2 separate regions of the Mus musculus genome follow, and region 1 is linked to region 2. Evidence: chromatin contacts called from public HiChIP or PLAC-seq data. All regions are on one chromosome and are shown on one strand. Each heading gives the region's core, a stretch centred on a gene start, on an enhancer-like site or on the middle of the called end of the contact. The rest is flanking DNA. Distances are from core to core; before and after follow the strand shown. Region 1 holds the start of Krt19 (keratin 19). Region 2 overlaps Tns4 (tensin 4).

Region 1 (3,482 bases), core at 887-3,386, 1.1 Mb before region 2:
GGCTGTTGTAGCTCCAAAGACGTCTGAAGAGGCTTTATAAGGTTGCTCCCAGGTAATGTCACTCTGGTAGGAGTGACAGAAAGCTCCAGAAGCCAAGGGAACACAGAACACAGCTATTTCCCTAGCACTGTTATTCGTCCTAGCCTCTGTTTCTGGATCCAAAGTTCCTTTCTAAGACCCACCAGTCAGGCCTGAGTAACAGGGGCAGGCCTGGATTTAAAGCATAGTAACAAACTATCTGGCCAATCTCTTCCTTCACCTCCCCCAGGGAGCAGGCCTCCTCTTAAGGCCAGATAAGGAATGACTCACAGTGGCTAGCTAACTCTGGCCACTAAAACCTTTATGAAGCTTCAACCACACCCTATTTCCTGACTGGCTTGGGGCTCCCTAGAGTCCTTCTACCACTGATTCCCTAATTTATAGTCACTCATGGAAGGTGTGTGTGTGTGTATGTGCAAATGTGTGCAAGTCAAATGTGTGTGCATGTATATATAAATATGTGTGTGTGTGTAAGTGCATGTGTGTATATGTGTGTGTGCAAGTCAAGTGTGTGTGCATGTGTATATAAATGTATATAAGTGTGTAAGTGTGTGCCTAGGTGTGTTTGTATGTGTGTGTATATGTGTAAGTGTGTACATGTGTAGGTGTGTGCATAAGTGTGTGCATGTGTATATGTGTGTGTATGTGTACGTGTGTGCAATTTGTGTATAAGTGTGTGTGCATGTGTATATGTGTGTGCGTGTGTGTATGTATGTAAAAGTACTGTTGCTACCTTCTTCCTAGAGAGGATGGTGGCTAGAAGACAGTGCTGGGTTTTAGAAGATCAAATTCTTTATATAGTCATAGAAAACCCTGCTGATAATGTGAAGACAAGAGGACTGACTTTGAACACTCTTCATTTCACAGGGGGAAACTGAGGCCTTTGAGCTAGGAAGTGGTTGGCCCATCTCCCTGTTCCCAATCCCCCTCTCAGGACACACAGGGTTTCTGTCCTCAGACAGAGACAGCTCTGACAAAAAAGAAGGTACTGCGGGCCACCACTAAGGACTGTTGAGATGGGGTGGTCAGGAATTTCGGGGTGAAGCTATCGAAGTACCCCTATAGTGGGTATCAGGGGGTCCGGCCCAAGGGAAAGATCCAGAAAGATCTGGAATTGTTGCACTGCAGGCTGGGAGTGGAGAAGGGCTCCTTCCATTATGAAGATGTCCCACTCTGTGCTGCTGACTTTAGCTCACTCTCTCCTTCACCTCTGCTCTAGGAGGGTTCTGAGGTCCCCTGGATTCAGCCTGCAGCCTTTTAATACCTCCTCAGGACTGCTCAAGGGGGACAGCTTCTGTGCCATTTCTGTCTCTGGGTGGAAGGTGCCAAATGCCTTATGGGCAGGTGATCTGCCTCAGCCAGGCTGAGAGTCCTCATCTCCGGCTTATTAAAGAAACTCAATTAGAGGTCTTGTTAAGTGCGTCTTGAGACTTGGGCAGGGAAGGGTGGAGGTGTCTTGGTGGGGGTGAGGGTCGAGTTTCTGAGCTGGGTCAGCCATGCTTCAGATTGAGCATTTAGCAGGAGTGTAAAGAAGCCACTTTGGTGGCCTAGTGTTCCCTGCAGCTGTACCTATTGCCACCTAGGACATTGTGGCAGCAGGGTGGGGCAACCTTGTCTCAGAAAGTCAGGAAGCCTGGAGCTTAACTGCACGAATTATTATCACAAGGAGGGAGGGATTTATTAACATTATTCCAGAGGGGGCACTCTCAGAGTAAGTCACTGAGTTGGGGCTCAGAGGGGTGTGATTTCTAAGGGTGTCAAATTCCTGGAGGTTTTAAAGGGCCAGAGTGATATCGTCACTCCGGAAGTTAGAGTTGTCTAAGCCTGTGTAGTAAGGGGCTGAAGGGCCAGAAAAGGGACGTGACATGTTGGCAGTAGCTTTGGAGTGGGCTGGGGCGGGGCAGCTCTGGGAAGGACTGAGACCTCTGGCTCCTGGGAGGGGAGAGGTAGGAGCAGAATCGCCAGGAATTGACCAATGGGGAAAGAGCCCATATTTGCACTCTGGGAGCTTGGAAATTTCTGATACCCGCCCCTTCAACATCTCCATCCCCCTTCCCGCCCCGGGCATAAAAAGCCACAGGTGAGGGCCTTGTCACTCCTCCTGCGGCCAGCAGTTCTCAGACCTGCGTCCCTTTTTCCTTCGCTCTGGTCTCCCTCCTCATCATGACTTCCTATAGCTATCGCCAGACCTCAGCTATGTCTTCCTTTGGGGGTACGGGCGGGGGTTCAGTACGCATTGGGTCAGGGGGTGTTTTCCGCGCACCCAGCATCCACGGGGGCTCAGGTGGCCGCGGCGTGTCCGTGTCCTCCACCCGCTTCGTGACCTCGTCCTCCGGGAGCTATGGCGGAGTCCGCGGTGGAAGTTTTAGTGGGACCCTGGCTGTGTCTGATGGGCTGCTGTCTGGCAATGAGAAGATCACCATGCAAAACCTCAATGATCGTCTCGCCTCCTACTTGGACAAGGTGCGCGCCCTAGAGCAGGCCAATGGCGAGCTGGAGGTGAAGATCCGCGACTGGTACCAGAAGCAGGGACCCGGACCCTCCCGAGATTACAACCACTACTTTAAGACCATCGAGGACTTGCGCGACAAGGTGGGTAGCGGCCAGGCCCTGGGAGGTGCACCTGTTGGGGTGGTGCGGCAGGGCGGGGAGGTTGTGGAAACTCAGCCCGCGGGTGGACAAGCCCGTTACTACGGGCCGGGCAGGAACCCGCAGGGTGGGGCACAAAGTCTGGGCTGGACCCTGGGATTCGAGTGGAGGCGGGGTGGAAGGGAACTGAGACAGGTTAAGTGGGTGGGGCTTTCGGAAGCGGTGGGGACCTGCTTGGATAGTCAGGGATATCTATCCAAAGAGAGCATTTAACACAGCTTTGGGCTGCCCAGAGATGAAGATACCGAGCCGCAGCCTCAGCTGGGGGTGGGGTGTTGGGGAGGGCTGGGGAGCTGCCGGATATTAGTCTGTAGGCTCAGAGGTCACCTGAGCCTGTGGCCCTCTTCTGGGACTCTTGAGCATTGCTTTCTCCAGTTGTGTGGGTTGTTCCTGTCTGGTTTTCTTTACAGCAGCTGTCCTCTCACTCTCCTCCTCTCCAGCCCAGGGGACCACCTAGGCTCACACGGAGCTACGAGAAGAATGTAAAACCTGGGGGCTGCACAGTAAAACCAGATCTTAAAAAAAAAAACTTCCAGTGAGGTGTGGTAGCTCAGGCCTGTAATCCCAGGAGCAGGTGGATGAGTTCATAGCTATGCCCAGCTACAGTTAACTTGAATCTAGTCAGGGCTACATGAGTCTCTAGGCTCCCACCCGGCCGTCAAACAGCCCGAACAGACAGACAGACAGACAGACAGACAGACAGACAGACAACAACTCTAACACGAAACAAAAGAAAAATAAAAACAATTATTTTAGTAAGTAAGAGGGAGGTGGAAGTCTTGACCCTCTGCTTC
Region 2 (3,272 bases), core at 91-2,590:
GAAGATCATAAGTTCAAGGTCATTCTTATCTATATAATGAGTTTAAGGCAGTCTAAGCTACATGAGACCCTGTTGAGAGAAAGAGACAGAAAGGCATGCACGTGCGCGTGTGTGCACACGCACACACACACACACACACACACACACACACACACACAATGGGAGTGGGATTAAGGTTTTCATAAATCTCAGCCAATGGTCTTCAAAGCCTTTACCTGAAGAGACCACACTCCAACACGGAGCTGGGGGCATCGCTCCACAAAGACCTGCTGTGGGAAGAGGGTACTGAATGGGCAAGAGCCTACAAGGTTCAGTCTATGATGGAGAGGGGACCAGGTCAAGGGCCTCAGCCAGAGCAGACCAGGCTGCCTCAGAGCATACACCTTATAATGCAACCCACTTCAGCTGGCTTTGGGGAAAGGGGCATCAAATTCAGCCTGCCCCAAGGTTGTCAGAGTCAAGTCTGGGAGCAGAAAAGGGGTGAGTTTTCACATCCCTGCATCTTCTGCTTTGCAATGAAGGTTCTGTCGGTGAGGCCTTCTCTAATGCAGTATTCATGATGTTCTCATTCATGTTCTCATTCATGATGTTCATGATCTTGAGATCTATCTGCTGCAGTTTTTTGACTCCTGTCTGGTGGAACATCCTGGATTTCTTGGATTTTTAGGTGTAATTTGCCAAGGTCTTGGAATCTTTTTCCCAAGAGCATGATAGAAAGATCCCTGGACTCTGCTGTTACAAGCGTGGACTCTTGTCTCACCTCATCAATTATTCTGTGATGTTGAATCAGGATTCTAAAGGCTAGCTTTTTTCAGTAGAAGACCCTTGTACCCACGATTAGAAAAGACTCAGCAGGGCCAGGCAGAGGTGGCGCACGCCTTTAATCCCAGCACTTGGGAGGCAGGCAGAGGCAGGCAGATTTCTGAGTTCAAGGCCAGCCTGGTCTACAGAGTGAGTTCCAGGACAGCCAGAGCTATACAGAGAAACCCTGTCTTGGAAAAAAAAAAAAAAGACTCAGCAATGTTCACATTCTTCATGTCTAATCCCTCCTTGCCCACCCATTACAAATGAACATCATCCCAAACTTTGCTTTCAGTTTCTTGGTAAGCAACAGCTGTCTGGCAATGCTCAAGGAATCCACATCTGGTGGGTAGGAGAAGAGAGACCCTGTTGCTATAGTACAGAGACAAGTATATCTCTGCCCCAGCTCCAGTCTTGCTGGATCCTCCTCCAGCTCCAACACACACACACACACACACACACACACACACACACACACTCATAACCATGTGGCATCACCAACCTTACAACCACAAGGGGGAAGCAGAGAGTCAAGCATGCAGACAGGCAGCTTTCCCAGCTGGTTAAAGAAGCTGGGCCCTTTTCCTCCCACACCCTGCCAGCCTTGCATAAGCCATTTGTTGCAGCATTTGTTGCTCTTGGTCCAGTCCGCCTGCCTCCTTAGGAGACCGTTCCATGACATGCAAGGGGAAGCTCACAGAAGAAGCCCACTGTAACTCAGTGTGAAGCAAGTGTTTGTCCCTGCCCGCTATCAGCCTACAGAGCAACATTGTCATTGGCCAAGGTCAGTCCTGAGGGATGATGATTTCAATGTCAGAAAAGCAAATCAGACCCAAGGGTGGGGGTGGGGGGATGCTAGGTCAGTGGTACAGGCCAAGACCGGCCTTCCCAGTGTGGGATCAGGCTCTGTGCCACTGCCGGGGTCTGCAGGGTGTTAGCAAAGTTTTCCCAGTTAGTAGTGCCAGTTCTAGGCTGAATGGGAGAGTCCTCCACAACTCCCTGTGTGCCTCATGGAAAATAAAGTTTTTTGCACCATAGCTGGTTCTGGACATTCAGAGCTGTCTCCTGAGTCCTGAGCAGAGAAGGGGACCCAACAGAGCAGAGAGTAACATACCAGGACACACCATGCGCATTTTGCATTGACCACAGAGGCCAGAAGAGGGCGTTAGAGCGCCCCTGGAGTCACAGACAGTTGTGAGCCACTGTGTGGTGCTGGGAATTGAACCCATTTCATCTTGAAGAGCAGCTAGTGCTGTCAACCACTGAGCCCCTATAGTTGTGTGTGTGTGTGTGTGTGTGTGTGTGTGTGTGTGTGTGTGTGTACATGCATGTTACAGTTTAAGTGTGGAGGTCAGAGGGCACCTTCTACCCTGTTTGAGACAGGGTCTGTTGTCCACTGTATGTCCACCAGGCAAGCTGTCCATGAGTTTCCAGAGAGTCTCCTGTCTATGTTTTCCATCCCCCCACCGGCATTTTGGGATTACAGATGTGTACTACTACTGGCTTTATATGGGTCTGGGGATCCAAGTTCGAATCTTTAATAGTGCACAGTGAGGGCTCTACCCACTGAGCCACCTCCCTGTTGTTTCAGTTTTTGTTTTGGAGGCAGGTTAGTCTGAAACTCAAGGCAATCTCCCTGCCTCAGTGTTCTGCCACCATTCCCAGCTGTGAGGAGCCATTTTTTTTACCAGAAGGGCTCCTAGGTGTTCACTACAATGAGGAGTGACTCTTTTATTTGAGCCCATTCTTCAGATTAGGAAACTGAGGCGTGGGGTGGGGGTGGGGGTGTCACTGGCGTAGTAAGCGGTGGGGAAACTACATTTCTGGTCCATGCCAGCCCTACCTCTCCAGCATTCTTAGACAAGTTAAAAAAAAAAAAAAAAAGTGTGTGTGGGCTGGAGAGATGGCTCAGTGGTTAAGTGTTGACTGCTCTTCCAGAGGTCATGAGTTCAATTCCCAGCAATCACATGGTGGCTCACAGCCATCTGTAATGAGATTTGATGTCCTTCCTCTTCTGATGTGTTTGAAGACAGCTACAGTGTACTCACACATATAAAATGAATAATTTTAAAAAAAAGTGTGTGTATGAAGCAGGGGTATGAAAACATGTGTTACATTCAATGTGGCTACATAAGAAAACGTGCTGCATTCAGCATGATTACATGAGAAAACATGTATTGTGTTCAATGTGGCTATATATAAAGTTCACCAAGGAGCAGATGAAAGAAGCCCAGGGCCATCAGGACCTTCGGTACCTGGTCAGGAATGTCTAGAGAATGTTCTTTGTTTGTTTGTTTGTTTGTTTGTTCATTTATTTGTTTTTCTTTTACAAAATGGCTCAGCAATTAACATTAGCTATTCCTTTGGCAGTGGGTGGTGTTATATTTTTGGTTTTCGAGACAGGGTTTTTCTGTGTAGCCCTGGCTGGCCTGGAAACCAGGCTGGCCTCGAAATCAAAGATCCACCTGCCT

What was found. HiChIP or PLAC-seq counts read pairs in DNA pulled down with a chosen protein or histone mark.
Region 1: a FOXA1 HiChIP or PLAC-seq map of pancreatic cancer cells shows a contact between it and region 2. The contact joins the promoter of Krt19 here to the enhancer-like site in region 2. A contact is called at or near these places in 5 of 39 promoter capture datasets (the 3T3-L1 cell line, embryonic stem cells and hippocampal neurons) and 2 of 115 datasets of contacts at active chromatin or transcription factors (extraembryonic endoderm stem cells and pancreatic cancer cells).

Annotation. Positions count from the first base shown.
Region 1 is chr11:100,144,580-100,148,061 of GRCm38.p6, reverse strand. Krt19 (keratin 19) reads left to right here and starts at 2,136. Exons shown (of 6, transcript NM_008471.3): 1 at 2,136-2,631. The coding sequence starts at 2,203.
Region 2 is chr11:99,064,244-99,067,515 of GRCm38.p6, reverse strand. It overlaps Tns4 (tensin 4), which reads left to right. Exons shown (of 13, transcript NM_172564.3): 13 at 1-1,838. Among named protein-coding and RNA genes, the nearest start is that of Tns4, 23 kb to the left of the region's middle. Within about 2 kb of position 1,340, at least 61 of the 459 cell types and tissues checked have an H3K27ac peak or open chromatin away from gene starts, as enhancers often do. A contact at or near this core is called in pancreatic cancer cells, where this site is marked.